Linked DNA regions of Mus musculus: all the other regions are linked to region 1. The links are chromatin contacts, called in public Hi-C, HiChIP or PLAC-seq and Micro-C maps. All regions are on one chromosome and are shown on one strand. Each heading gives the region's core, a stretch centred on a gene start, on an enhancer-like site or on the middle of the called end of the contact. The rest is flanking DNA. Distances are from core to core; before and after follow the strand shown.

Region 1 (4,933 bases), core at 675-3,174:
ATGATTGAGAAAATAAGTCTGGCTTCCCCGTTGCCGTGTTAGAGAATTTGTCTCAGAAGTAGTAGTTGTGAGTCCAGCATTATAGTAACAAGAGGAGAAGTGGGAAAGAAGGGAGACATTTACTTTCTCAGCCCTAAATAAAGATATCAGAGTTTCTTGCAACAGACCTTGGAAAAAAATTTTTTTGTGGTACTTTGCTTTCTCAAAATGTGGTGGGACATCCCCAGTTCCCTTTGGACTCTCTAAGCATCTTGGGACATTGCAGGTGTTGCTTTTTCTTTCTTTTATAATAGAAAACTTCAATCAGTCAAGGGAAACACATAAGCTTCTCCATCATTCTTATTCTTACTTCTAATAATTTTTAAAGATTCATTTATTATTTCATGTATGTGAGTACACTGTTGCTGTCTTCAGACACACCAGAAGAGGGCATCACATTCCCATTACAGATGGTTGTGAGCCACCATGTGGTTGCTCCGTATCAAACTCAGGACCTCTGGAAGAGCAGTCAGTGCTCTTAACCGCTGAGCCATCTCCCTAGCTCTTTTCTTACTTCTAATTCCCAGGCCCATGACTCCTCAAAACAGGAGAAGGAATGAGTCAGTTGGGATATATACATTCAAATTCCTACACTGCAACTCACCTAGCCCAAATTCTGCCTCTACTCCATGTGGTATGGTTTTGGGAAGACAGAAGACAGTACTGTATATAATTCTCAGGTACAGAGCACACAGTTTAAAGGTCTTTGGAGAATATATTTTGGCATTATGACCAAGGGATTCACTAAGCATTCCATAAAATACACAGAAGTCATATGGAATACCAGAATAGGCGATATGCCAATGAGTGGGTCTTAAAATTTAAGTTAAGAAGAGCATGGAACTTTATTTTCTTCTTCTTCTGATGAACAGATGTTCTTCCAATGGCCACTCATTCCTCAGGAGATACCCTTCCCTTCCTCTCAAGCCTCTGCCATGTCATTCACTGGGATCTGCTATAAGGATCTGGCCAGCCTAAGCTCTAGATATGCTGTGGTAATTGGTAGATATGAAGCTGGTCAGAGAATGAAGAGCTGTGGCTTCTAGTTCTCCACTGAGAACAACTTTGGGCCAGATATAGTTTTTAACATCAGACATGTTTTCAATACTTGAGCTCGACAATACATATAGTATCCACGCCATGAAATATAACATCCACTCACCTTATGTTTCCTCCCTAGGCGTCTTTCTGAAGGTCACTCTCCATCACATTGGTGTGGAGCCACCTTCCTGTAGAGAACTTGGACACCTGCACACTTCTGCTTCCCACCTCTCCTTCTTCCATCCTCAGTCTAGAATTTGGAATAGGTGAACTTTAGGAAAAGCAGGAGAAAAGATTCCATCCACCCTGTGCTCTCAGTAGATTGAGTTGAAGGAGGATGTTCCAGGGCCCAGGGGAAATATTTTATTAACCTGGAATCACTGTAAGGTCATCAGGTATTGCCACAAGAGTAACCCTTTTCTCTATCAGTCTGTCCTGGAAATCCATCTCACCAAGAAACATGTGAACTGCCTTGAATGAGTTCATCAGCCTTGGGTCCACTTGGAGAGATAGGAGAGCGAACCTATCAGCTTTCCTGGAAAGGAGTAAAAGACTAAGTGAGAAGTTATTTATATTTCTGGCTGTCACCTGCAGCAGGCTGTTAAGATTGCCCCATTGAGTGGCCTCTGCTTATTAATAGAGGGAGTGAAGGTAGAAAAATGGAGTTAATGTTGCAATGAGACATGACATAGCCTCGCGTTTCCAGGATTGGCCTGAAATGAATTAAAGCCAAATTATACCAACAAATCTGTCATGCTGCCCTGAAAACAGGAAGTCTGGGCTGAGCCAACATTAGTCACGGCACACACTGGCAAACTCTACCAGATTGGGGAATGAGAAATGTGCTTCATCTGCAAAAATTAACTTTTGGAATTTGTAGAGTGTTTTCCATTACCCACTCTCGACTCTCCAAAGGCCAGTCATCAAATATGCTTGGCTTACTTCTGCTTCTGCAGCACCATTAAGTGTATGAATTTGTATGAGAAATGGAATCCCAGCTAGCTGTGTGCCCTTGGATAAATGACCTCATCTTTCTGGGCCTGGATTTCTTTTGAAAAATGAGGAGCTTGGCATCTCATGATGCTGGGGTTTTCCTTCAGCTTTGTTGGGGATTAGGAAAGAGTATAGCAGACATTGGTCACACGCCCACAAAATGCTCCATACTGTGCTGAGAAATGGAGAGAGAAAAGAAGGAAGATGTATTCCTTTAAAGAGTTTCCAATATATGCAGGGAGCCACATACTTAGAAAACATGTGTATCTCTCTGTGTGTTATTCTACACAGACATCTACATCATCACAGTAAAAGTCATTTAAAATAGTTGCAAAACCAGTCTTCCTCCTGTGCTATGATGGTATACAAGATACAAAGCTGAAGAAGAAAGGCCCTAAATATATCATATTGCATATTACATATTGTTCTCCAGTTTGCAAGGCCAGCAACCCTTCCCCATGAATTCTGAGGGGAGGAAGAGAAGTGTATGTGCTATGCCATTACCACTCTCCAGCCTCTTTCAGAAGAGGGGCCGAGGAAGGAAGGGGAGTCATCACTGAATGAGTAGTTAGTGCTCTTGGGGAGGAGTTATTGCTTCTCATCCCCCAAACCAAGACTGAGAGGATCTGAGAGAATGTCTTCCGAAGCCTGGAAGCTGCTTAAGGACCCGGAGAATGGTGTTCAAGGTATTGACTGAGTGAATGGTAGGCTCTCAACCTTCTAGAGTCACACAGACATCCTAGGGAGTGAATGTCTAAGGGATGTTGGAGGAATGTACTGGAATATTCCAGCAGTGTCACACGGTCCTGCAAGGCCCATGCTCTCACATGCTCTCTGAGTCCTGGAGGTATATTTGAACCCTAGGAATTTAGTTCTGAAGGTTTTTTTTTCTTTTGAAGAGAGAAAGATCACTGCTTGAGCACACTAGCAGACTTGAAACAGATTGTAGGACAAAGTGAGAAATAGATTCAGCAGCTTCTATGTTATCTAGTTCCCAAGAAGCCACACGTAGAATGTGGTAAGGAAAGACTCATTACTCTTAGTTCATGAACACCACCAGGGATGCAGTCACTGTGGGTCCACCTTGGAAGACAATGTACCTAACGGCACATTGACTAACCTATACTCTAGGTCTTGGAGGTGTGACTGTGGTGTGAACAGATGGTGGGAGCCCCTTTGGGAGAGGCTCTCGGTTGTAGAGGGTGTTGGGGTTGAAGTTGATTTTCTCTGAAAATACACTATTCACACTATCAGCTGGAAGCCTTCAGACTTTGTTGGAACTGGAGGGAACTACAATAAGTCCAGTAATAGCCTACTAGGGTTATAGTTGGTTTGTCCCTTAAAGGTTCGTGTGCTATAAGCTCGACCTCAATAGAATGGCACTGAAACTTGGGTGAGGCCTGGAGGGAAAGGATCAGATCATGAGAATCTATATTTTTGTTTGAATCAGTGGATTTTTTTTTAAGACACAGTTTAGTTACTAAGAAAGCAGATTGCAGTAGTAAGATCAAACTGGCCCCTTCTCTCTCTCCTTGGCTGCTTGTCTCAGTAGATGATCTTCTTTTTTCACGCGTGCTATGATTTCATCTGCCATGTTGTAAAGAAGCCAAAGGGGTCTTTACCTAAGCCCAAATTGATAAGTCTTAGCCTTCGAGACTCTGAATGAAACAGTCTTCTCTATAAAGTACCCAGCCTTGGGTGTTTTGTTTTAGCAACACAAAGCCATGCAAAGAAATTCTGCTTCCAGCACAGTTTTTTTTCCCCCTCTCCTAATCTTGAAGAATGTTCAGTTAAGAAAAAAAGAGGAGTGGCTCTCCTCTCTTACCTCATCACAAAGCTTTATGGGATCTAATAGCTACTAAAATGATCATGTCAACCATGATGTTCTTAGGAAGCCTCTGCTAGGAGGGAAAGAGGGAATTAATTCAGCCCTATTGAAGGTAGCCTCCAGGGTGTGAGTGATCTTTGTGCCTCAGTGATCTGAGGAACATAATAAAGAAACATATTCGATGCCATGTCTGGATGACAAACTGCTCGGGTCCATTCAAAGAGTCATAATCAAACAGAGACAGGCCCCTTACAACCAATGACAACAGGACAAATGATAGGCCATTGATGCTTGGCAGATGCCTTCCTTATTGCTCTCCTTTATTTTATTTTATTTTATTTTATTTTATTTTATTTTATTTTATTTTATTTTACTTTATTTCATTTTTGAGTCAAGCTCTTTCTGGAGAATCTGGGGCCATGCTGGCTGGCCAGTAGCCCTGGAGATGCACTTTGTCTATGGGCCCCAATTCAGGGATCTAGACTAGACTAACACACTAGAGGAAGAACAGGTGGGTTGGGTGAATTCTGCCTAGTGTAAACTGCTACTTTGATACTTACAGAGATGGACTTTTAGATACAAGGACCAGAATCAAGAAGATCTAGAGAGAAGGATATGTGAGCAGTCAGCTGTGATTGGAATAGAAAAAGGGGAGTGGGACTTCCCAGTCTGACGTGATCTGCATTCTCAGCTTTTAGGAGTGTGGAATTTATAGAAATATAAGAGATGTCTCATAGAGATAATATACTCAGGCAATTTTTAAAGAAAATATTTATTTATTTATTTATTTATTTATTTATTTATTTATTTATTTATTTATTTATTATATGTAAGTACACTGTAGCTGGTTTCAGACAGACACCATAGAAGAGGGCATCAGATCTCATTACGGATGGTTGTGAGCCACCACGTGGTTTCTGGGATTTGAACTCAGGACCTTTGGAAGAGCAGTCAGTGCTCTTAACTGCTGAGCCATCTCTGCAGCCCCCCATACTCAGGCAATTTTATTGAGAGGAAATTACCAGAGACACG
Region 2 (4,933 bases), core at 1,785-4,284, 990 kb after region 1:
AGATCCACCAAGCCAGGGCTTTCAGTTTTAGAACTGTAGTCTGGGAGGTATTAGGAGAATAAAAATAATTTAAGTTTGTGTTTTCCTGCTAGAGATCCACCAAGCTCTCCTAACATTTTTAGGCATGAAACACTAGTCCAGCTTCAGCTGTATTACTGTATAGGACCACTGGCTGACCCTAGAAGCCACAACAACACTTTTCTTTAAAGAATAAGAAAGGGAAAAATAACAAGAACAACAAAGCATTGCTGCATTTTTTTCAGTGTTCTGCAGCCAAAGTTCTTCTCTTCATTTTAATCTCAATTAAACATTGTAAAGAAAGTCTTCAGATTTAACAAAAGCTCACCAGAGTACTCTGTACCCATACAGTTTCTTGGAATAATGTCTATTAGGTGTGATTTACAGGGTAAGATGCAAGGAATTTTCAGGCTATGTGTTTGGGTTCGGCTCACCTGTTTTGGTAACTATTGCAGACAGGACAGCTATTTGTAAATAGGAGCTACTTGAAAGATGAGGGCTGCCCTCTCTCTACCTCTCTACTCTCAGTAACAATGTGTCCCAGGAAGGAAAACATTGTTTCTAGAAAATTTTAAATCACATAAAATCGGAACCTGATTACTGGAGGAATTATGGAGCCATTGTCTCAGAATCAGCCCGCCCCCCCATCAATGTCATGTTCCTTTTCTCTTATTTGTCAAGGGTACATGTGGTTTTCAGGACCCCAGGAAGGCTATAGGAAACAGACTTTGGAACCTAGGAGAGCATGAGGTTACAGCAGTGGCAACTACTGGCAACTGCCTTGAAACCCTTGGCCTTCTGTGGTTCCCACACTGCTCAGGCGAAGGGAGGGAAATGGGTGAGCCTCCTGCCCACCCAACCCCCTCCCTCTGTGCTTATTTGCTTGTTCTTGTCTAATCAGGAGTGCCCTGGCTAATGGCATCCCCTCTGAATGGAAGAGCCTTCAGTCTGAGGCTGCTCCCAGTAAGTGAGCATTTGCATACGGAACAGGAACACAAAACCTTGTGCTACTTGCTTCTTCCTGCAGTTGCTATCTTCTTGGCACAGGTCGTCTTACCTCCTTATATGAGCTTTAGTCCTTGGCACACCAAGAGGGCAGCAGCCTTCCAATTCTTTCACTTTGTGGTTGCCAACAGGAAATATCATGCATCTTTCCGGCGCACTAATTGACATGAAAATGCCAAGGTGTTCTGCAGCGTTTCCTTATGAAGAGAAACACACTCTTCAGGAAAGACTTTTCCCACTGACCGGGCATGAGCCTGCCTTGAAATTTTCCCCGTGTCTCAGTGCAGAAAGAGTAATTAGATCATCTTGAGTCCAACACGGTTGCTTTGAGTGATTTACCTATACAGTTTGGGTAGATATTTCTTTGGCAGGAGATTCTTTTTGTTTTTCACAAATAGGAGATTAGAGAGTGCCTCTAAAGGGAAGCTGTTAGATGAAGAAGAATTTGCCCTGTTAGTGAGTAAGTGCATCCAAGCATCTTATGGGCTTAAAATAACAAGAATGTAAATTCATATACAAATATTCATTATATCTTAAATGTGAGCCACTTTAATTCTTTTATATAGATCTAATAACGTTTATTTCAGTGTTCTATAATCTATTTAGTGCCTAAGACTTCCATTGTATGTAAACCAGTAGTTAATAAATAGTGGAATAGCCGTCATATGAGGAGAGGTACCCAGCCTTATTGAACTTGATCTGTCATGTTTGGTTGATATTCCTGGGAGGCCTTCCTTTTCCGAAGGAGAATGGAAGAAGAATGAGTAGGGAACAGGGGTGGGGGAGGTCACTGGGAGGAGGAGAAGAGGGAGGGGAAACTACAGTCGGGATGTGATAGATGAGAAAAGAATAAAAAATAAAATAATAAACTGTGAAATAATGATGAAAGCGGTGAAGGAACTGACTTATTAGACTGTCCAGGGAAAGCCGAGATAGTCTCTCTTCCACTCGTACATGCAAGGTTAAACTGAAGAAGTCCGTAGGTGTGAAACAGCCTACGGCAGGTCTTTGGGAAATATTCTAAGAGAAGACACTGCTATCCTAGGAGATGACAGATCCATACATTCTGCTGCTTCTGAGCTCTTCAGGGAGGACAAGCTTTGGAGGAGGTGGACGGTGGTAGTGATGATCCTAACTCTGTGTGAGCCTCAGCTGGTGTCTGTGTGTCTGTGTGTCCATGTATTTGTGTGTGCCTGCCTTATTCTGTAACAGAAGAGTTTTAAAAATAAACAGAGAAGTAAACAAGTAGGCGACCTCATACCTTTTAGGTGTGGAGTAAATCGGACCATCTAGATTTGTAGAAACACACTCTGATGCCCTCACAGTGACACACTGCCGAGGCTACTTGTTTTCTTTGCTTTAGAGCACATCTCCTTCATTAAGCAAGGGATTGTGGTGCGCGAGACTCTGAGAGCACTTCCACCAAAGCACAGCTATTAGCTTCCACTTCCGAACTTTGAATACTTTTCCCTTCTCTTTCACCTGCCCCACCCCCATCGTGTACGAAACTGATCCACTGATCCTAATGCTCGCTGATCCAGATATAAGTACAAGCCATTCCATTCTATTCTTCACTCTTAGTGAAAAGCTAGTTATGATGTCACCAGCCATGTGGGAAAATTATCATATAAGGACTGCTAATCAGCGTGTAAATTTTTCAAGATAATTTCTCTGTTGGAGTGGGAAAAAAAAAAACCTGGGTGGAGAAACAGGAGATGGAAGTGAAGAGACATAGCTGTGAATATCCGACCAAGTCTGAAATACTCAGTTACAGCAATTCTGCTTGTGAATGTCGCTGACAACTTGGACAGCTGTGTATTAGCAGCTGTGCTTCCTAATTCACACCAGCCCCTCGCCTCCCAACAGTTCTCAGGATGAAGTAAGATGGCCTCACCGCTCCGGTTCACTGCCCCTCACTTCTCCTCTGAGGTGGTGCTCAGCCCTGCTGTGGTTGCCTGAGCCAGCTTGTTCCCGAGAAGCAAGGCAGGAAGCAAGAGGAAAGAGGCCAGGCATGCATTCCACTGATGAATTTGAGCTTAGTCACCGTGAGGAGAAGGATGTGAGTGGTTCAGGGTGCTTTGCTGGTCTGTCCTTTACTTATGTGGGAAGCGTGATGATCATTGCCCCTCCTGCTTCACGGGAAGAAAGTCACAAAGAATGGAGCAGAGAAAAGGAGTTGGATTTTCTCCATCAAGGCTCAAAACCTGCCACTTCTCCACTGCTTTACTAAAACCCGCTCCTGTGTAGGTAGATACTGATGCAACCAAAACAGGTACACGAGTCTCCCTTAAAATAGTCCGTGAAATTTCGAAATTTCATGCGACTTCTAAACACACTAAATGCCACTTAGGTTTTTTTTCCCCCATTTTACTGGAGGCCCTGCAGTTTTAATAGGATGGATGTACTCATGAATAAAAGAATGCTTATAACACAATTAATGGTACAAAATCAATCTCCTTTTGACATGTGAATGAAGGAAGCAGTTCTGTACACTTTGGAACATGCAAGAAGACTCATGAGTGTGATCACCAGGTCTTGGGTCACCTGGACTCAAAATGCTATGAATGAAACCACCTGAGGTGGTAATTCATGGACTGTGTGTCATTTGTTCAAACAACTAGGTTGATGAGAAATGCAGAAAAATCATAGGAAAGAAATAATAACCCATGACAGAAATGCCCCCAAGTAGGGACTACACTGTACATTCCAGAGGGGTTAGGCAGAGTCTGATTTTGTCAAATAAGCAAACAAACAATGGGTCCAGGGAAGTCTGGGTTGATGGGTGGTAACTGCAGGACATGTTGGATGCCTCTGCTACCATGTGAGGAGGAGACAAATGGGAACCAGTCATCTGGTCCCTGAGTTGCTGGTCTACATTTATGAACTCCATTTATTGTTATGAAGTGAAAGCAACTGACCATTTTGACAGGGAAGTTTGATTTCCTAAAGTCTACAGTCAAATGACCAAAAATAAAAACTCATTTTTTCCAGTCTTTGGGCTTGCGGTTTTATCATATTTACATCAGCAAAAATTTAGAATGAAATGGTACACCCCATCAAGGCAAAACAAACAAAGTTATACAGTGAAAGGGTATGGCTCATCACGATAAAAGTTGGCCAGGAATGGAAAAATTCCCAAAAGTCATTACGTAACAAACTGAAATTTTGTAATTTAGGAATATAAATAGTTGAATATAAAATCAATAACTTCTAATTTTATCCATTAGCTAAGTTCAAGTGCAAAAAAAATTTTTTTCTAGCATTTATGTTTCTAACATTCATTCTGAAATACAGATGGGAATAAAGGACAAACTGAGAAGAGTAGTTGCCCAATCACTGTTAATCCTAACATTCAGGAGGTTAAGGTATAGTAATATATTTTCTGATTCAAAAGGAAACATGGTTTATCTGGTTTCAGAAGTGTTGTTGACGAGGCTGCCCAGACCCTAAACTGCTAGTTAGTGAAATCCCCCTGCCTCACTCACTTCATGGCATGTTCCAGAGTTTCCACACGGGGGAACATCCTTTATTGCCTGTGTTTGTCTGTCTTCATCTGTCTAAAGAATATGTTTACCAGATGTTGCCATAAGGAACGTGTGAAGTATGGTCTCTGCAAAATACAAAGTGCAGGGCTCACAGTCCCAGCTCTCTACTAAGTTTTCATTTCCAAGTTCTGCTTCCTCACCAGTAAACCTCAGGATTCCCTGGTTGGGGGAAAAAATAAAAACAAAGGCTGAAACCATTTGCCCTAACTGCCACCTGGTGGCCCCTATGAGACAGTTTTGGAACTCCTGGGAAGGGTTGGGCTAAAGCAACAAGATGCTCCCTACATTGTAAACACAGGGTTCATGTCTCTCCCCCACTTCTGGGTAAAAGGGGGCTTGAGCACCAGGAGGTGAGGAACATATTT
Region 3 (4,933 bases), core at 1,466-3,965, 920 kb after region 1:
AACTTTGGGTGGATAGGGTGAATGAGTTAACGGACTTAAGGGGAGCTAGCAGCTAAACTTGTTAAACAGTATTAAAGGGTTGTAGCCTTAGGAAGGTTAAGAAGCAGTGATGTAGAGCAACGTGATTCAATGTTCTGCCTGCTTTGTGCCCTACACAAACTGGCATGTGAATAGGCCATCAGATTAAACTTTTGTTGAAACAAGTTATTCCCCCCCCCACCACCACCCTTTTCTTTTCTGTGCATTCCATCAAGAATAACAAACCCCCAAAGCCAGCTCTTCATATATTATCTAAAGTCATTCACAAAATGTTTGCATTGTTTGAAGGCATTAGCAACAAGCTTCTTGTCCTTACCCACCCTGCACCCCCTCTCCCCGCCTATTCCTTTCATTCATGAAAATGATGACTCACTGCAGTGCCCTCTGGAGAGCCGGTAGTGGCTGATCCTAAGGCAGCCCACCTCTACTGCCTGTGTGGGAAAATGCCCTGCAGTGAATCAAATTCATTCAGCAAAACTAGGGGAAAATATTTGCCTGGCAAGTCAACACGCCTCTCTCCGTGCTTGTCTGGACAGAGCTAGGGTGGACTTGACATTTTTTTCCCTTTTGTCAGAAATGCGTGTATAACGTTGCATATTTTCACAAGAGTGTCCTTCAAACGGGGACTTTTCAAGCTGCAAAATTAGTGTCATGACAATGGGAACAAACACACCCCAAAGTGCCTGGATAGTGGATTTCAAGCTTAGCAACTATATATGGATTCCCTGGCAATCAGAAATAGCCCATCACGCACGATCTACGTGCATGGGTTGGAGGTAACCTGCCACAAGGCTAAGCTAAAGTTGTTGGGAACAGAGCTTTTCAAAAGCCAAGGTGCCTCCAAAGATAAGGCTCTGAATTTTTAGTCTGTAGTATCGGAAACAAACAGACAAGCATAAAAGCAAACTGAAGCAGATATGGTGAGACTTGCACACTAGCAGCCAAGAAGGCAGCTAACTCCAAAAGCCTACAGAGAACAAAGCACATCTCAGCTTTGTTCCCTGAGCTTAAGTGAGGGAGTCTACCACAGGCCACTAATAAAGAAACAACAGTGGATGCTCACAGTGAACTATTGGATGGAACACAGGGTCCCTAATGAAGGAGCTAGAGAAAGTACCCAAGGAGCTAAAGGGGTCTGCAACCCTGTAGGAGGAACAACAATAGGAACTAACTAGTACCCCCCCCTCCCCACCTCAGAGCTCATGTCTCTAGCTGCATATGTAGTAGAGGATGGCCTAATAAGCCATCAATGGTAGGAGAGGCCTTTTGTCTTGTAAAGATCATATGTCCCAGTACAGGGGAATGCCAGGACCAGGAAGCGGGTGAGGACATTCGATGGGACTCTGGAACAAGGTAAACTGTAGGACACAGATTTCCTGTGTCTTTCATTATTCTCCTTCAAGTGGACATTATAACCCAGGGAAGTTCAACTCTCTTTCCTTCCTGTCCCCCTCTTAATGGGTGTGTACATGGGGAGAGCATGTTTGGCTATGAGCACTTCACTTGCAATACTGACCAAGGACATCCTTTTGAGTGACTCTTACTGATGTCACAGTGCCAAGTGATAGTGTCCTTGTAGACTTATTAAGAGAACAAAGGGTTGTTGTGTGGAAGACAGCTGCCACAAGCTTTGCTGCCTTTGCTGGTTTTGGAAATGGGCAAGGCATAGTTCAAGTTGCAGAGCTGTTAAAATAACCTGTTTCCACTGTGTTTAAGGGAGAGGAGAGCTACAAAGACATAACGGTAAAGCTGAAGGGACTGGGATTGGAGAATGTCTAGATAATCAATATCTGGCAGGGGGAAGCGGATGAGATAGTGTCTAAGATGGAGCGTGTTCGGGAGGCAGCAATCGGGAAATTCAGCTATACAAAGGAGCAGAGTTTAGCAACAAGAAGCAGTTTGTGGGGATGCCAACTAAGGGGGGGTGGTGTCAAAAGTCTCACGAATCTTAAAAGTCACTGTCACCACAAGGAAGTTAGTACAGGAGCAGAATTTATTGGTAGTTATTAAAGTGGAAGTTAAGGAAATCTAAGTAGTAGCCATCTGGTTTCCTGTTTAGAAATGCCCAATGGAGGGGTGTAGGTGGGTGGGTGGGGACTTTAACCCTAACTTAAAAGTGGGGAAAACAAAGAAACCCTGAGGAAATAGCAGTGGGTGTGTGTGTGTCGGAAACGCAGGCACTGCTCTGCTGTTCTGAGAACAGTTTACAGAAGCAGCCTCATTCTGCGCTGTAGGTGGGGTTTGGTCAGCTGAGCAGCCCTGATAACCGTCTTTTGTGAAAAGTTCTGAGGCCGAGGCACATTTCCAGTGAGTTGCCAGAAGACAGGCATAGTTTGTGCTAATGGCTCCTCATTCTCACAGAGAGAACGGCAAGCAGAGCGAGGTAATAAGAATGCTACCACAGGCTGTCTCAGGGGCCATGTATGAGCCTTTGGCTACCTAAGAAGTCACTGGGTACTCAGTCACCTGAGTGGACTTTAGACGCACTTGTTCAAACATCCTTGTTTTCTCCTGTAAGAGAGTCAAAGCCCAGAGAGGGCGATGACAGGGGCTGTCTTCACACAGCAGGAAATGGGCGAGCTGGTTTGGGTCACGACTAGCCCAGTATTTGAAAGGAGTTGATGTTAAACTGCAGCTCACCAAGGCAGAGGCCTGTGGACCACAAAGCAAGAATGAGTCGTCAGCAGGTGGGAGGGGTGTGGCTGAGTGCATTCTTTTTGCTGACGAATGTGCACGTTCTGACTGTACACATTCCAGAAAATGCCCCAGGCCCCGGATTTTCAGAAACACCACCCTCTTCCCTTTTTGAGTTGGCTGCGAATGGTCTTTTTTGCTTGGAATCAAACACTGGTTATTTTCATACTGGGCAAACAGAGCCTGTTGGTTTTCCTCTCTTGGATAAAGAGTGTCTTCTCTAGCCACTCTTTCCATGGAGTGGTTTCCTTTTGCCATGGTTTATCAATGGGTTCCACGGGGTAAGTTGGATACACATGGGCAGGTTAAGATACATTGAGAGGAACGTGACACAGGCGCTGGGTAGTACTGCCACTTAGCTAACACTCCCTAAAGTATTATGACAACTGCCTGACCTCTTTAACTGGGAAATGAGAATCTAGTTTCTTAATCTCTTAATAATTGCCTCTTATTAAAAACCTGGTAGGGATTAGAATTTCAATTAAATTTAAATCCTAAGTGTGTATGAATGCTGTAGGAATGAGCCTGATAGGGCCCCAGTCTATGAACCACTGAGTTGGTTCTCAGATCAATTCCATCCTTTCAAGTAGCATTTTAAATTAGTTAATTAATGAGTTAATTAATATCTGGCCTTGGATAAACACCCCCCAAAGACCTAACAAGGTCCCCAAATTAGAAGTAATCTTTCTCCTCTCTTCACCCAAGCTGTGAAAAACTCCATTCTCCCCTCGTAGCTGATGTTAAAATGCAGAGCCAATGGAGCCCAAAGACCGACTGAAACTCAAATGGAAAGAGAAGGGCAAGGATTAGACTTCATCAGCAGTCATAACTCGTTAGCAGCACTAGCCGCCGCAACAGTTGTCAGTTTGCTGTAGCTCAGGTCAGTAGCAAGCCCTCGGACCCTTGTTTCAGGGACCGCCCCATAGGAAGAGCAGGAGACATCTGGCTGGTAACCCACTCTAAGATCTCCAACTCAAGGAGGGAACTCTGGCTAACTTTAGCATGCCAGTCTCCTTAGAGTCCATTTGAATGCAAACAAGCAGCAACACTCTTTCCTCTTCAACAGCCCTTCTGTGTAACCCCTAAACCCAGTGAGATTTTTACCCAGGTGAAAACTAGCCTGCTTTTTTTGCCCCGCTTCTGCTAGTTAAATGCATGGTTACCAGGAAACAGTGTGATATGTGTTATCTCCAGTGACTCCATTCCCAGCTCGTGATAATTATATGCACATCTTCAAAGAGCATGAAAGAGAATGCCAAAAGGGAAGCTTTCTGTTTTTTAAACTCCCTATGAGGAGGAGCAGAGGGCCATTTTATTAATATTTACTGAACCCAGCTACTTGGCGCAGGGACTTCAGCTATGTTATCCCACTCCACTTATACAGGAGTAACCAAGCAACATTCTCTGTGTTTTACAACTGCAAGGAAAGTTCTGGAAAGCAAAAATAATCAGCCGAATATCACGCAGACACCAGGACCAAAATGATAATCGAAGACTTCCTTCCACGTTTAAACATCCAATTTGGTTAACCTATCGCATGGTACGGGCCCAGAAAATTGTGTATGCATTGTAACATGGATTGAGGCTCATTTGCTAGGGATGCAAACAGCTTGAGAGCCTCAGAACCAAAGCATGGTATGCTGGGAAATATTATCAAGAGCCCTCCTACGGACTTAACCCCAAGACTAAGAGGAGAGAACAGAAGCAGGATGGGCCTTGAACCATAAGTTCCAGGACAAACTTAGGTACACAGTGAGATGGGAGACAAGACTTTAATCTCAATAAATAAATAAATAAATAAATAAATAAATAAATAAATAAATAAATAAATAAATAAATTCCGGATTAGAACAAAGCATGTCAGGCATTCCAGTTCAGCCTCATAGTGAATTGCTACGTCCAAAAACGAACAATAACAATAGATGAAGAGGCTTTTGACGAAGGTTGAGAGGTACCAACTTTCTAGCTCTCATTTTCTTCAAATGATCAAACGGCATGATGGCAAAGTGACAGATGACCCCTGCTATAGGGAGTTTGTCCTAATGACCTCCTGGTAGCCACAAGTAGACTACAGTGATTCTTCCTCTCATTTAGCTTCAGGATGCTTCATATTTTAAGGATTTATTTTTATTTTGTACCTAGGAGTGTTTGGGTGTGTGTATGTAGCACCCTGTGCATGCAGTTCCTATAGAGGCCAGCA
Region 4 (4,933 bases), core at 1,121-3,620, 700 kb after region 1:
TGGCCAGCGGAGGGTGGATTCAATCATGAACAGCCTAAAGAGGTGGCTCAGAGGTTAAGGCAGCTGCTGAGTTTGGTTCCCAACACTTACTTTGGGCAGCTCACAAACTCCCATAATTCCTGCTCCAAGGGATCTGATGCCCTCTCGTGGCCTCCATGGGCACCGCACCCACGTGCACATACACAGACACAGGCAAATATAAATAAATAAATAAATAAATAAATAAATAAATAAATAAATAAATAAATCTTTAAATCGTCATGAAAGGAAGACCCATAAGTAAGAGGAGCTATGGGTTGGTGTATTCCAGCATTCATGGAAAAGAAAAAAACAAAAAAACAAAAAACAAAAAACAAAGCAAAACAAAACAACAACAACAAAAACCTGTAACCTGTTTTTGGAAATGTGTATGTTAAAGGAGCGTTCTTCAATAGGACAGCCAGCCTGTGTGTCTGATGAAACAGAAATAAATCTGTTGGCAAATATCTTTTGTTCAACGTGGGAGCTTCCACCACACAAGTGTCCAAGGCCAAGGTGAAAACTGTTAAATGTAACTCAACTTCCTTATGAAGACACTTGCACCTAACTAGACAGGGGCTGCCTAGAAAGAACCTGTAGATGTAGAGAAAGATGCCAGTGATAATTAATCTGACCAGAGGAGGCATCCAGCATTACAATGGCTGAGCATATCCCAATTCAGAATGCTTAAGGAATTGGAGCTACTGTCTAGTTAGCACAAGGAGCTACTGTTTAGTTGGGGGTGGGGAAGAAATCTACCCAAATCAGCTAACTTGGATCAACCCAAGACACTGTTCATTTTACCATTCTGCCCAGGGTACTGAAAAAAAAAAAAAATGGAAAAAAGAAAAGGCAGAAGTTGTCTTTGGGGAATAGCAGTACGATGCTCTCAGAGCACCCTCTGGAGGCCAGAGGAAGGTGTCACTTCTAAGAAGAAGAAAGAAAATAAACTTAACTCCTGTCATCAAGAGGACATGAGAGATGGACATCACTTACAGTTTGAAATACAAGAGAAACCCAACCAATATACCGAAAAATTCTCAAATAAGTTTGCTACTTCATTTTCCAAAAGCCTTGATCAGCAGCAAGCTTTCTACCTACATTCTGAATTCTTTGGCAAACTTAATGCAGAGACACGTGTGTTTGTTCATATTCCTGTGTACAGGGATGCATGCACACATGTAGGCAGGCACGCAGAGGACAGAAGACAGTTTTCAGGGGCCATACAGATTTTTTTTAGTCTCTCACTGGCATGGAACTTGCCAAGTAGGCTGGCTGGCCAGAAAGCCCCTGGATCTGCCTGACTCTACCTCCCCAAGTGCGAGATTGACACACACACACCACCAGGCTTATTTTTAATGTGGACTCTGGAGAGCAAAATGAGGTCTTCATGCTTGCAAGATATTTTTAATATTTAGAAGAAACAGACTTCTATGTGATTATTCACTAACAAAATGTAGCTTTTCAAACAAAAGGGTATAGTGTAGCCTAAATCAACAAGCTTTTAAACATGGCTAGCTTCGTGTTTAATAAACAGGATGGACTTAGCTAGGCAGTTTGGTTGGAGTTGTTTTGGGTTTTTTGTTTGTTTGTTTGTTTTCCTAACACCTCACATCTTCTAAAGCAACAAACAGTGACATCTATTGGTATTTTGGTAGCTCACTTTTTGTTCTTTCATTTCAGCCAATTAAAACTCTTGCAGATACAAAACCAACTAGGATGGGCAGGAATGCTACTTGATCCTTTAGGGAAAGTTAGATTTATGCATATCAACAGTATACTTAGTTGGTATATTTTCCCTTGGTAAAAATAAAGTAAAATAATACAATTTAATTTTTTCTTCTTCTCCTCCTTCTATTTGTCAAAGATCAGCGTTTGAGGGTTAACTGACCAACAGAAGTGCAGTTATCCCTTCTTGGAACAAACTTGATAACTCTCCCCACCCCAATACTGACAACATGGCATGATTTGTGACAGAAGCCAGTAAACTATCAGCATTGTAAAATCCCAACTTAACTTGTTTCTTTGGTATAAAGGAATATATCTGCTAAGAAACACTTCTACTTCCCGAACCTGAAACATGACATACAACCATTCAGTGAGGCTGGAAAGGGGGCAAACACTGAGAAATGCGGGTTTATTGTATTGTTTGTTTTGCTTCTATTTCAAAATACCTGCACCAGGGTGTATGGACTTTACATTGTCACTCCTGAGAAAGACAGCAAGGGACATGTTGACGCATACTTCGTGTTTTAGTGGCTGTAATTTACGCAAGTCTCAAGAGAGAAGACTACATATTCTGTACGACAAAAGGAGGTTTGAACAGCAACTCTCCAAGTGTTGCCAGAAAAGGAATCGGGTTTCAAAATCTTGCAGCTTGAAGCCTCAACGTGTTCCTGCCAGATCAAATCCTATTGCACCTCGGACTACTTTCAATATTTAGATTGAGCTCGGCAATGTTTTCATAATACATGTATGCAGTTATGAAACCTGATGTACTCACTTTTCGCTATCTTTACAGGTAGTGCTTATTAATATTTATATCCACTCTAACCTGAGGTCAGCACTGGGTTTTCCTTCCCATAAAAGGAAAATTCTAAAAATTATGCCACATATCCTTGCAAACAATTCCTTTCTGGAGTAATCTGATAAAGAAAGCTTGCATCGACTGTGTACCGATTCCCTGTTGGGCAATAGCCAGCATGCTTTCCTGGGTTATCTTGTTCACACTCTGGAGAGTCAGGAATTATCTCCACTTTACAAAAAAAAAAAAAAAAAAAAAAAAAAAAAAAAAAAAAAAAAAAGGAAACTTAGGCACAGAAAGATTAAGTAACTTTCCCATGAATTTACAGCTAACGGGTGATTTGTGATGTTAGAATTTACATCCAAGCCGTCTGTCTAGAGAACTAAGGGCTAGGACTTAGTTCTGCCTAATGTTAGGATGCTTTCGTATCCTCTGTTTTAAAAAATAATATAATATACATACAATGCATGTAATACACTGCCTGGAACATTAACAGTATCTCCATTAATTAAGGTACAGTAATCTTCATTGCTCTTAGTAGAAAAGGATTGAGGATACTGGAAATATATTTACTGTTCAGATGATAGCCCAAGACTTTCTAATATTATATCTACATAAACACATGTGCATATACAAGCACATATACACATGTGCACATATAATAGACACATGTACATATACAGGCACATATACACATGTGCATATATACATAGACACATGTGCTATACAAGCACATATACACGTGTGCATTTATACATAGACACATGTACATATATACATAGACACATGTGCATATATAAGGACATATATAGTCTCCTCATTCTCATTAGTACCATTATCATTCTGTAAATATTAGAGCAGTATCCAAGCTTCCTTCCCTCACTCTTCCTGCTTTTTTACTTCTTCAAAACAAGTCCATTTTTGTTCTGTAAATAATCTTTAATGTTTTTAATAATTACATAATGTAAGCAGTTACAAGTAACCAGGTTGAAACAGATCATTGGACATTCCTTCTCCTTCTGTAAACACAGACTGCCCTGTTAGTGACAGGCCACTTTATTTCCAAGAATGTTTACAGGCACTTCAGCCTTTGGAGCCATTTAGTTAAGGAAACAGGTGGATGATATCATTTGAGGCGTGCACAGCCAGTGTCTAACTATTAGTGATACTAAGTTTCTTAGGGTTTCCACTCACAAATACCCTTCCCATCATGCATAAAAAAAGTAGCACATAATAGTTCTAGACCTGAAACAGGGACAATAACAGATTTGTTACAGGCCATTTAAGAGTCAAGACAATAACAAAAACAATACTGTACAGAATATGAAACACATCAGTAATCTTAAGGAAGGTCTCAAGTTAACTGGGCAATTGACAGGCTAAATGGAAAAACTGGTTTTGTAATTCAGGCTTCTAGAGGAAAATGCTAAGCTGAATGAATCAGTCAGAGGCAGGATCTGGGAGGGCCAGCTTGCAAGAGGCTCAGGACATTATGGGACCCTCCATACATGGATCTGTGACTCAAAGCCCAGGATTTTGCTGAAGTTGCTTATTTTGTGCAAAGAAGAATCTATGACCTCAAGGATATGGGACTTATAATAGTCATCATTAGAGAGTAGATAATTCTAATGAACTTCTGCAGCCACAACAGTGTGCAGTCCAGTATTTGTTAATTACATCAAAATGTAGATAGGAAACATAACCAGGTCTGTAAGACCCATCAGCTAGACCAGTTGATACAGCAGATTAAAAGGTCTTTTTCTCCAGAAGAGTTCCCACCAACATGCCTATGCATTTGATTAAGTACACAGCAGGGCTAAGCCCCCTCAGTTATCTCTGCTGTGTTAAAGCTGACATGCTCAGAACTTCAGTGGTTGTTTTAAGGAAAGGTTGACACTTTGTGCTGAAGGTCACCATCCCAGGAACAGTTCAAGAGATGGTTGTCCTTGTAAATCCTAAATTTGGCTACGTGGCAAATATGAAGGCTACTGACAATTCCATGGACCCACAGGCCAGAGGAAAGATCCAGAACGAGTATGGATTTACCCCACATATCACCAAGGCTATTAGCTATTTATCCTCTTCAATAAGGAAAACCAGACTGGGACTTACCATTAGAAGGAAACGTGACAAAGCAAAGGCAGAAACACCATACCCTAAGCAGGACTATCTAATGCCCTGTATTTCTACATAATGCAAACTTCAAGGGGACCATTTGCAAATCAAATGACTAAATACTCTTAATCTGGTTTAATCTGTTGATGGTGTTCTAAAGGTGTGTGTAAAAAGTTCTCTGGAGGGAGCAAAGTGTCTCTCTGTACCACCCCACCCCCACCCCCAATCATATCATGACAGGAAACAAACTAAAATCCAGCACACAGACAACTTTAC
Region 5 (4,933 bases), core at 1,799-4,298, 620 kb after region 1:
TTTCTTTTGTCTGTTCACATCAGATGACAAAATTGCAGTTGGTCTGGAAGAGTTTCTCAAAGAGCTACCTCCTCAGTTTTTCTGGGCACTTCAACCAATGCGTGCATATCTCAGCTGAAGCTTTTTCTGTTGAAAACAATAAAGACAAAGAGGTAACCTTGTCGGCCTGCGTGGAGAATGCTGCCTCTCTGCAGGAACTGCACTTGCTTTTTATAGCCCATCATTTCATCTGGGGATTATTTCCCGGTCACTTTGCCAGGTGGGGAGAGGCGGCAAAGGCAGAGAGTCTGTCAGATTTTTAATGATGCTTTAGGGATTTGATGGAAGATGCAAAGTGGTATCTGCATACAGGAGGCTCTCCCAATTACACCTGGAAACGAAACGCAGGCATCCTTTTGAAGTCTTTACACTGAAGCTGGAAGATGTCAAACAACCTTGAATGGAGTGCACATATCAAGTTTGTTTGTTTTTTTTTTTCCTGAGTTTCCCTAGCATAGTGCACAACTTCATTCTAAACAGCACTGCATGGAGGAGGTCTTATTTACTCTTCCTTACGGTCTAGAGGGAAAACTGAAGAGGCGCTTTATTATAAACTCTCTACCCTCAGCTCCTTCTAACACTAAAGTGTTTCACATGCATTGTTGAGAATCAAATTCTCTCATATCTTAGGGGTTTTTTTTCCTACTAAGTAAACTCATCGATGGTAATAAGAAAGAGTGGGAAAGACAGGAACTGAAAACACTAAAAACATTTCTTTAAATATTGTAACCAAAAGACCCAGCTCAGTGCTGACATTTGGGACAATCTGGCTAGTCATCATCTCATGGCTGTCAACTTTCCATCATAAAGCTAAGGCAATGACCTCTGCACACACCAGTGTTTCATTCTGGATTGTTTTAATAGCGTGGAGTCTTTTCCCACACAAGTTATTAAGCCAGGCTTTGGCAACAAGATGGGGTTAAATGACACACGTTCAAAAAAAAGAAAGAGGTACCTTGTTAACGACTGGGCAGGAATGTACTTAAATGCTTGATTACAGAAGACAAAACTCATTTAGGAAAATCCTTCTGTGGAAAACTGCAGTCTGTCTTGAACAAAATACAAACTGCCTCTGGTCAGTTCTCAGTAACCAAATGTATGTACGGCACAGGTCTGAGGACAGCAGAGGGAGGACTGTGTCTTTCAGACTTGCTGCAGTATCAGAATCAAACAATGACAATTCAGACGTGCAGAGATGTACTAAAGAGGCAGGAAGAAGAGCTGGAGAAAGATGACAGGCAGCTTGGGGCTCCGGGGAAACAGAATGGGAAGAAGAAAGTCGAAAGAAACTCTACTGAATGGCAGGCGCAATACCAAATAATACTTATTGGCACACCGACGTTACATGCCTATTAAAATATGAAGGACAGTCAGATATTAACTTCTAAAACTATAGCAAATCAATTGACCTTAGCTTACATCCAAAGCCCAACTTCAAAGATGCTTGTAGTTCTTAATTGACAACCTCAGACTTAACAACCTGGCTACATGGAGTTGCTGTTAAAAGACCTGATTCATCCTAGGAGTTTATAAAATTGCTTTATTTTGTTTTTTTTTCCCTGTCACGTGATTCACCAAATAAAACCTCCCGGTTAAAATGCAAACTCAAAGGAAAAAGCTAACCCTCTAGAGTTTGCCTTCTGGAAGTTCCCTCCCACCCTTTCTTTTAAGCCACCATCGCCTTTCTTTCTCTCACTACTTACAAAGTTTAGGAGCAGTTTGCAGATTAGTTTCTGTTGTTTGTGGCTGAGTTCCTGACTTGGGTGTTCTCACCTCAGGGGTCCGAGCTGGAGAAGGGAAGGGCGGTGGAGTGGAGTGTAAGGGAGGAAAAGCAGACAGCCGGTTCTTCCGGGTGGGTACTGCGGAAGGTTCAGAGGCCACAGCGACATGGTCACCTTGCCCTGTAACATGAGCCTCGGCTTCAGACTGAGCCTTAGAGACAGGTGAAGTGTATGCCTCGGATGAGACCAGAACAGCGGAGGCAGCCGTTGGATCCAGAGAAATAACAGGGTCCTGGCCTAACCCCCCAGGGTCAAGGTGGGTAGGAGAGTCGTATTCGAATATCTTGTCCACAAATACCCACTTTAGGCCAGCAATGCAGAGGCAGAGGCTTACTAGACAAGCCAGAATGGGAACAATGCAGATCTTCTCGGAGTTGAGGCACCCTCTGAGACGCTCCGCTTCCAGGCAGACACAGCAGGGCACGGCCAGGCCCAGGAGTCCAGGGCTTCTCCCATCTTCTGTGTGGGTGTCTGGCATATGTTCCGCTGCCGGAAGCCCATCGAGAGATGGGTCTGCACTCAGCTGAGTGGAGGGGCTGGAGGACCTCCCGCCAGCTCCCTCAGACATGTCTGGGGGATAAATCTCCATCCGGATCACCTCCAGAAGGCCCGGCCTCTCTCACAGTGCATTACCATGCAGAGCTCCCCCCAACCAAATGATACAGCATCTTGAAGGGGGAAATCGATAAGGCACCCAAGTCCAAGGCCATTATCCAAAGTAAGAGAGCTTAAGAGGAAGCAAGAAAAAGATAAAAAAAAAAAAAAAGGAAAAAAAAAAAAAGAAAAAGAAACGAAAAAGGAAGGGCTTCTAGCAACTATGAAATAGAAGTGTACCGAAATATCTTGAGCTGTTGTTTCTGGGACACTTTTTCAGTTCTTTCAAAGGCTTCTCCAAACCATCCCGGTTGGTTCAAGAAGGCAGGGGACCAAAAGAGGAAGCAAGCTGATGCCTAGCTGATTAAGTAAACCAGTATCCCAAACTGAAAGGCATGTTTCTCACCTCAAGCGTCTGAAGCTGGTGTCTGCTTAGAGGAAGAAAACAACTGTCATGCAGGAGAAGTAAAAGCAAAAGCAAGACCAGAGGAGGCGGCGGCAGCAGCAGCGGCGGCGGCAGGAGGGGCAGCAGCGACAGTAGCAACAGCATCCTGTCGTGTTAACGCAGCGGCTGAAAGAGGCTGAATCATTACAGAGCAGCAGGTGCCTGCCCTCTGAGCATCACGGCAAACAGTACCATTGCACAAGGATGCGAGGGCAGGAGGAGCCAGGAGGGGCGGTAACTCCCTTCCCCGCCCTGCCTCCACCCCCACCCCCAACCACTCCTCTTTGTCCTTCTTGCGCTCAGTCACTTTTTCCTCTGCAATCTTCCTTCTTCATAGCTTCTTTCTCTTCTTCCCTCCTCCTCCTCCTAAAGATATATTCTCTCTCTCTCTCTCTCTCTCTCTCTCTCTCTCTCTCTCTCTCTCTCTCTCTCTCTCTCTCTCTCTCTCTCTCTCTCTCTCTCTCTCTCTCTCTCTCTCTCCCTCTCCCTCCCTCCCTCCCTCCCTCCCTCCCTCCCCTGTGCCCCGCACCCCCAGTCCCCACTCTACTGCTAGCTGGTCTCTAATAAGTACAGTATACCCAGCAACGCAGGTCCGCCAGTGAGTTCCTATTTTATCCAATTACAAGGAATAAAGGCCAGAGAAAAGAGAAGCAGCCGGGAACCAGCTAAACTGGGTCTCCCCCGGCCTCCTCCCCCCCCCCCCCTTCTAATTTCCCTCTACCAAAGCAGGCCCCAGTCTCCCATCCCACACTCCACCTTGCTTGCTTTCAGTCTTGCTGGCTCTCTCCTCTTCACCCACTGTGGGGTCAGAAAAAGCCAGGGATCGATGATGCTAGCAATCTAACAAAGCTGGGATGGAGGGGGATGGGGTGGGGGGTGGAGGTGGGGACCTTCTGGGTTAGACCTGAGGCTTGGCAAAGTCTGATCTCTGACTCCTCCCCAGAGAGGTAGGCTTTTCAACAGCAATTTCTTCCTGCCTGCTGTTCAGCGGCATTCCTTCCTTCCGTAGCCAGTTCTCTAATAAGTTTTGTTCACTAACAGGACTCTTATTACCCGGTTTTCAACCAGCAGTTAGAGCACTGTTTCTAAACCATGGACAGCTCTGCCTTCTTCCTTCAGCCACCTTCTTGTGGCTAAAGACTTTTTCAATGCTCAGAGCGAAATGCTGAGTGTGTGCGGGGGCGGGGCGGGGTGTGAGGGGGGGTGGGGGAAGGGGAAAAGTCCCGAGTGTCTTCCTGCTCTTTACATTTGAGTCCTCCTTATTCCATCCAGAGTAAGCTAGAATAATGTCAACCTAAGAGGAACACTTACGCTATCTACCGCTTCATTTTCAAATTAGCCTTTCATGTTGACTCCACACTGCAGAGGAGGCTTGAATTCCCTGGGCACTGTAATACACACCACATCTCCTCAGCTATAATCGCACTGCCAGTATTGAGAATTTTCAATCAGAGCGTGCCTTGTGGATTAGGTTTCAGAAACTGTGATTTACAGATAGCTTCCATGCTGATTTTTGTTTGTTTGTTTGTTTGTTTGTTTGTTTAGAAACAGGACTTGAAGTACTGGAAGAAATGGAAGAAACTCACTGTAAGAGAGAGCACAGGCTCCAGGGAACATTCCGTGGTGTTCCAGTGTCTGTCTGTGCATCTGAACATTTAAGCCACTCTTCCAAGGAACCAAATGACTTCCAAGGAACTGTGTCCATAGGGGAACTCTTACAAACTCTCTCGAAATCCAGACAACATCGTCATCCCATGCAGACCCAGGGCAGTGACAGGCAATGCTCAACTCTTAAGAAAATCTGCAATTCATTTTATGCAGGACAATTCTACTGTTTTTGAAGTATATTTATTTAAGCCTTTTCACATGCCAGGAGGTAAGAATATTATAATTTCCTTCCAGATGAAATTACTCCACAATTATGAATGATTCAAAGAGCATTAGTATCTTAAACTATGTTTTCTGTCCTACCACTGCCACCAACAAAAGCCTGGCTGGATTTGCATGATTGCAACCAGGATTATGACAAGCTCACAGGCACAAATGAGTCATCGGAAGTTCACCTCTACACAAC
Region 6 (4,933 bases), core at 1,522-4,021, 540 kb after region 1:
AACAATATACAAGAACTGACCTATAATAAGGTAAGGGTATTTCTATAAAGTCGTCATCCTACATGCTTCAATAAGAATGCCTAGATAGATATTTGAAAACAACAACAAAACTTCATGTAGCTTAGCTTACCAAATCCCTTCTGAAGAGAACATACTTTTATTTGTTCGTGAAATCGGGACCATAATCCCACAAGACATTTCTATGCTTCATTCCAGAATTACATATCCATTCACAGTGATCATCTCATTCTGTTTGCTTTGATAAAAATTAAAATTTCATATTGAGCACATCATAATTTATTTGTTTTCTATAATTAATATGGCACTATATGAATTCTCTTGTGTGTGTGTGAGAGAGAGACAGAGATAGAGAGAAGAAGAAACAGAGAGACAGAGAGACAGGCAGATCAGGGGATAGAGGGGAGAGCTGAGGTAAGACTTGCTCATATTGTTTATATTTAAAGGTTATGGCATGAATAAATAGCTAAGGAGTCAAGAGTTACTTGAGAGAAGGAAGGTATTTATTAGGAAATTATGATTTCGGCATTTTAAATGCCAGAGCTGTGATTAAAGGGCATATGCCAACTATAAAAATGGGGTTAAAAACACTCTCCTATCCATCATCTAATCACTATGAACCTCGTGAGTATCATCAGAGATTATCACTGTGGGATGTTGTGTTATCTGCTATGTAATCATACAAAATATTTGGATCCAATAACACTATAACATAATGATCTTTGTTCTAGTTACAGCTACTGTTAATGGGATGAAAATTCAGCTTTTCTTTCTTTGTACATCCCTCTCCCATTGGCTGCCTCCACCTCCTTCCTCTGCAAGGGACTCCTTCCCTGGTTCTTTCCTTGTGCCTTGTCCCATGCCTGGTCCAGACCTCTTTAACTGTGCTGTGTGTGGTGGGTGTGAATTGTAGTCATATAGTACCATTCTGTATCTCTCCTGCCTAACCCAGAGCCTGGATGATGTCTAATTCTATGTGCAATGTCTGATACTGAACTGAGTACCTAAAACTCCCACAAGTAAACGGACTTGTCAAAACAAGTTAATCTTAACATCTACTTTTTACCTTTAGAGTTTAAAATAAAATTCCCTGTGTGGATTTCAAAAAATAAATAAATAAATAAAAATCTAATAACAAGTACCAGTACCTGGGGATTTCCTCCGCCAAGTAGAAACCTTTAGCACTGTTTGTCATGGAAAAGAGAAAGGACTATGATCATTTATGAGAAAGCCGATGACCTAACAGCTAAATTTTGTTATTTAAACACCAGATTACCTAGGATCCAATAAAACAGAACTGTGTTCTAATCAAGACTTTTGTCTTACAGTAGTAACAAAAATACTAAAATTTCTCAAAGGTACACTAGCCTTAAAAATGACACTTATTATAACACTATGCGTTCTTAATTTTACATAGTGCCTTAGGAGATCATTTCATTTTTAAGTCTATGTTAAGATAAATTCTAAGGAATGCCCAGAGTTGCTTTAGCTTAGAGTCCAGTTATGATTAATGTAGCCTTGTCCTTCCATGTGAGGTCCAGAGCTTTACTGTGGTTATAAGGTGCATGAATGTTAGCAGTTAGTAATCCCTAACAATTTTCTATAATCTTTCCAACCAGGAGAAATAGCAATTATAAATCACTCATTAAATTAATAAACATAGTTGAATCCTTATGAAAAGCAGTTGAATAGTGATAATACTCCACAAATGATCCAGCACATTTACTAAGGATTCATTCATAGATGCATGTGTTTTGAGAATCAGTTTATGAACACTCTAGACATACTCAAAGATATTTACAAATTCCCAAGAAAGATCTGGTTCTATAGGGTTCTGGCCAATTTTATAAACTATTTATCAGTTACAGTCAACTTGTAAGCCATCTTTAGACATCTTCCTTCCTTTGTTTCCTGGTTTCATCTTTGTCCCTGGAGAACAGTGGAGGGAAGAAACCTGATGGCCAGTATTCTACTCATTAGTCATCACTCCGCAATGAAACATTTGGCCAGTTTTTAAAATACCCTGTCAGGAAGAATAACATGTCTTCTTCTTTAGTACTAACTGTGGCATCTCCTTTTACACTGTAAAACATGTGAACTTATCTATCTACTTGGTGTTGATATTTACAAACATAAAGTTATGAAAATGTCAACAAACCCATTCTGGGAAATAGTGACTTGTTCTGCTTGCTGTCAAAGCCTCCTGCTGTTTCTCTGGATTGCCCATGGATGCCGCACTCAGACTTCTGGGTTGCTTTGCTGTAGTATCACATTGCAAACACAGACATTGTTCACCCTGTAGCTGGCTTGGTATTCCAGCCAGAGCTCGCCTACTCACTGGCTGAGTATCTGCATTGTAGATTATTTTTCTTTTCCCAAATGTATTGTTACTATTAGTCTGCATTTTTCGAAGATGAATCTTATTCTGTTATCAGCCTTTAAGTGAAAATACTTGAGGCTTATATGTGTTTTTCTAATTTGTGTTTTAGTGTCCTTTACAGTGTCATCTGCAAAAGCCATTTGTTTCCTCAAGAGGATGCCCTTCTTAACATCATTAAAGAAAAATACTAAATAGAAAACATTCCAATAATGTTTCTTTCAGATTTAGCCTATACCTCCCATTACTGCTCAGCTGGCATATGCCTCCCCCTTCTTTTATTATGACCCTGGGACTAACTTCTAGTCCATGAGATAACAGAATACATATAGCGGCCTCATAGGTCTCATGAGTCAATACTGAGGTAAAGTACAAATCACACACTGGCTCTCACACGTGCTTCCTCACTAACAGTGAGTGTGGCATGTTTAGGAACACATCTCTCCTTGCCAGAGCCTTAGGCCTTACCAAACACTAAGCTTGTACTGTTTCCAGTGAAATGCTTACTCCGAGACTATAACACTCACCAGCGTTTATACAACTCGAGGCATCCTTAAGTCAAGGCAAAGGACCTCGCCATGTTACAGTGACACATGACATACTGGCTGCTCATCTGTGGTCTGTCAGTCTTCCCTTCGAAGGCTCTGAGGCACTATCTCATTCTTTCTGTGCTAACAGACCTGTTTGATGATGAGACATCTAAATGGGTTTCTTCTAAATTATTAAGTCGAAATATTTTGAAACTGCATTTTTATTTAACATAGACAGTCTGAAGGTGGTAGCTTCATACTTTCTGTCCCTCTACAAAACCTTCGTCTTTTATTCCTTAAGGACCTAGACATAATCTTAGGTCCTAATGTCTTCATAGTACTTGGTGCATCAATAATTGATTATTAAATCGATGGCTTGAAACATGGGTATTATGTTCACTGGCCCTTGTCTCCTGAAGGAAGAGGTCAGTGTGGTTTTGTTCATCCCTGGATGCTCAGCATGAACTCAGGCCTGCCTCGTGGGAACCTAATCAACACACATTGTTGCTAGCTGATGCAAGAGACGTGTATGTAGAGAGAGTTTAGCCAATGTTCTAATTCTAGACAGAACTGCACTTACATTGGTCCCTACAGGACTTTTTTTCAGACTATACTAGGAAGTCAAAATCTAAATACATTCACAAATACTAAGAGTGCTAGGATTCTCTGCACAGAAGAAAAAACTGAAGACGTGGGCGTCTGAAGAACTCAGTGTCTATATTCTTAAGAGTCCCATCAATTTCTCTCACAACTTCTGTTTCTGATAAATATGATGGCACCCAAGAACAGAGAAGTTCCCTATAAGAGAACACTCTCCTGCAAGTGGAATCAGCATGGCATTTACAATGTTCTAAAACTCCAATGGATTCTCATCATGCCTGTTTATGTCAAGTCATCTACTGATAAATAGTGTAGATATCACCACTGCTACCATCCTGACAGTATTTTGTGAAACTTTAGCCTTAAGCTAGTATGGCTGACTCTTTCTTTGTATCTTACTTAGCCCCTGGGTTTCCCTATCATGTGTAGCTAAGCATATTCTTGTGTTCATGGTTTTATCTTCCTGGTTCTCAAAGTTACTCTGGCTCCTTCTTAGCTTTCACACTACCCAAAGATTCCTGCTCAGCTTATAGAACATGTACCTAGATGCACTACTGAACAGAGGTTTTTGTTTTCTTTTGTTTCTATTTTTGTGTTGTTGTTGTTGTTGTTGTTGGTTTTTTGTTTGTTTGTTTTTTATGTTTGTTTCACTTCGTGCAGTGGAGGTGCTATTCTGGGGAGGCACATCACCATCTTCATCCTCATATCCAGATCCTAACTTTTAGTGTTTGTGTGTGTATTTATAAGAAGGCATAAGGATGGGTATACGCTACAAAACTAGGTAGAAGATCATGGGATCAAGAGGAGTAAGAAAGGGCAGGGGTCAGGGTAAGGGTAGATGTGTTATGAAAGAAGAAAGGTGCTACTCGGGTAGAAGACAGAATATGGGGAAGGAGGAGAGAGAAGGGACAGGAAGGAGAAGTGACAAAGGTAAATTGTTTAAAAATGCTATACTGAAACATTTTTTGGTATGTCAACAATAAAGGAAAGGGAAGAAGAGAAAAGATTTTTTTCCTGCCTGTTCAAAGGTAACCTAGTATACTGGAAGAACTCTGTACACAAGAGCTACATGCGTAAATGCTTCTCTACTTCTAGTCCTGTCTTTCCCTTTAAATTCTAATTGCCTTAGAAGTCAGCACTGTGCTATTTGGAACATATTTGCTCCCTTGCAGAGCTTAGTTGCTTAGCAATTTCATGTCTTCACACATGCTAAGCTTATATCTGCCTTGTGTTATTATCAATGTTTTAAAAGGACCTATCATAGAGTTCTACAGGCAATTATTAACATTTCATTTACCAAATTTAAGTTACAGTAACATATTACTGTGACTTGATATCCAAGAGTTTTATTTGTATAATGATGAATCTCTTAACAATATATAATAGAGCATGACCTACACAAATATGT

Evidence for each region. A called contact is a pair of places that touch in the nucleus more often than the background predicts. HiChIP or PLAC-seq counts read pairs in DNA pulled down with a chosen protein or histone mark.
Region 2: a Hi-C map of embryonic fibroblasts shows a contact between it and region 1, with 4 times the contacts expected there. The contact joins two enhancer-like sites. A contact is called at or near these places in 1 of 39 promoter capture datasets (the 3T3-L1 cell line), 17 of 484 Hi-C or Micro-C datasets (the 3T3-L1 cell line, the HL-1 cell line, the MC3T3-E1 cell line and 12 more), 2 of 115 datasets of contacts at active chromatin or transcription factors (the NIH/3T3 cell line and astrocytes) and 1 of 9 other capture datasets (embryonic stem cells).
Region 3: a contact with region 1 is called in a Micro-C map of embryonic fibroblasts, with 5 times the contacts expected there. The contact joins two enhancer-like sites. A contact is called at or near these places in 21 of 484 Hi-C or Micro-C datasets (the Patski cell line, adipose-derived mesenchymal stem cells, cardiomyocytes and 12 more) and 1 of 115 datasets of contacts at active chromatin or transcription factors (extraembryonic endoderm stem cells).
Region 4: a contact with region 1 is called in a Hi-C map of the STO cell line, with 6 times the contacts expected there. The contact joins two enhancer-like sites. A contact is called at or near these places in 14 of 39 promoter capture datasets (the 3T3-L1 cell line, 3T3-L1-derived adipocytes, the C10 cell line and 8 more), 4 of 15 datasets of contacts at CTCF or cohesin (the NIH/3T3 cell line, embryonic stem cells, hippocampal excitatory neurons and 1 more), 134 of 484 Hi-C or Micro-C datasets (the 3T3-L1 cell line, 3T3-L1-derived adipocytes, the AML12 cell line and 71 more), 26 of 115 datasets of contacts at active chromatin or transcription factors (the NIH/3T3 cell line, PVALB interneurons, astrocytes and 18 more) and 1 of 9 other capture datasets (embryonic stem cells).
Region 5: a contact with region 1 is called in a Hi-C map of the N1E-115 cell line, with 3 times the contacts expected there. The contact joins the promoter of Nrg1 here to the enhancer-like site in region 1. A contact is called at or near these places in 4 of 484 Hi-C or Micro-C datasets (the 3T3-L1 cell line, the HL-1 cell line, the N1E-115 cell line and 1 more) and 4 of 115 datasets of contacts at active chromatin or transcription factors (embryonic hindbrain, forebrain, neural tube and 1 more).
Region 6: an H3K27ac HiChIP or PLAC-seq map of the NIH/3T3 cell line shows a contact between it and region 1, with 10 times the contacts expected there. The contact joins two enhancer-like sites. A contact is called at or near these places in 3 of 484 Hi-C or Micro-C datasets (adipose-derived mesenchymal stem cells, embryonic fibroblasts and uterus) and 1 of 115 datasets of contacts at active chromatin or transcription factors (the NIH/3T3 cell line).

Annotation. Positions count from the first base shown.
Region 1 is chr8:31,299,512-31,304,444 of GRCm38.p6, forward strand. No RefSeq gene overlaps it. Among named protein-coding and RNA genes, the nearest start is that of 7420700N18Rik, 66 kb to the right of the region's middle. Within about 2 kb of position 1,925, at least 35 of the 459 cell types and tissues checked have an H3K27ac peak or open chromatin away from gene starts, as enhancers often do. A contact at or near this core is called in the HL-1 cell line, the N1E-115 cell line, the NIH/3T3 cell line and 3 more, where this site is marked.
Region 2 is chr8:32,283,792-32,288,724 of GRCm38.p6, forward strand. It overlaps a transcript of Nrg1 not described here. Among named protein-coding and RNA genes, the nearest start is that of Gm22140, 100 kb to the left of the region's middle. Within about 2 kb of position 3,035, at least 72 of the 459 cell types and tissues checked have an H3K27ac peak or open chromatin away from gene starts, as enhancers often do. A contact at or near this core is called in the HL-1 cell line, the NIH/3T3 cell line and embryonic fibroblasts, where this site is marked.
Region 3 is chr8:32,218,691-32,223,623 of GRCm38.p6, forward strand. It overlaps a transcript of Nrg1 not described here. Among named protein-coding and RNA genes, the nearest start is that of Gm22140, 35 kb to the left of the region's middle. Within about 2 kb of position 2,716, at least 33 of the 459 cell types and tissues checked have an H3K27ac peak or open chromatin away from gene starts, as enhancers often do. A contact at or near this core is called in embryonic fibroblasts and pancreatic cancer cells, where this site is marked.
Region 4 is chr8:32,002,066-32,006,998 of GRCm38.p6, forward strand. It overlaps a transcript of Nrg1 not described here. Among named protein-coding and RNA genes, the nearest start is that of Gm26578, 5.4 kb to the right of the region's middle. Within about 2 kb of position 2,371, at least 7 of the 459 cell types and tissues checked have an H3K27ac peak or open chromatin away from gene starts, as enhancers often do. A contact at or near this core is called in the STO cell line, where this site is marked.
Region 5 is chr8:31,915,795-31,920,727 of GRCm38.p6, forward strand. It overlaps Nrg1 (neuregulin 1), which reads right to left and starts at 3,049. Exons shown (of 10, transcript NM_001364423.1): 1 at 1,743-3,049. The coding sequence starts at 2,409. Gm33223 (a long non-coding RNA gene) reads left to right here and starts at 3,760. Exons shown (of 2, transcript XR_378857.2): 1 at 3,760-3,806; 2 at 4,405-4,933.
Region 6 is chr8:31,840,065-31,844,997 of GRCm38.p6, forward strand. The region is part of intron 2 of Nrg1 (neuregulin 1); the gene reads right to left. Among named protein-coding and RNA genes, the nearest start is that of Nrg1, 76 kb to the right of the region's middle. Within about 2 kb of position 2,772, at least 32 of the 459 cell types and tissues checked have an H3K27ac peak or open chromatin away from gene starts, as enhancers often do. A contact at or near this core is called in the NIH/3T3 cell line and embryonic fibroblasts, where this site is marked.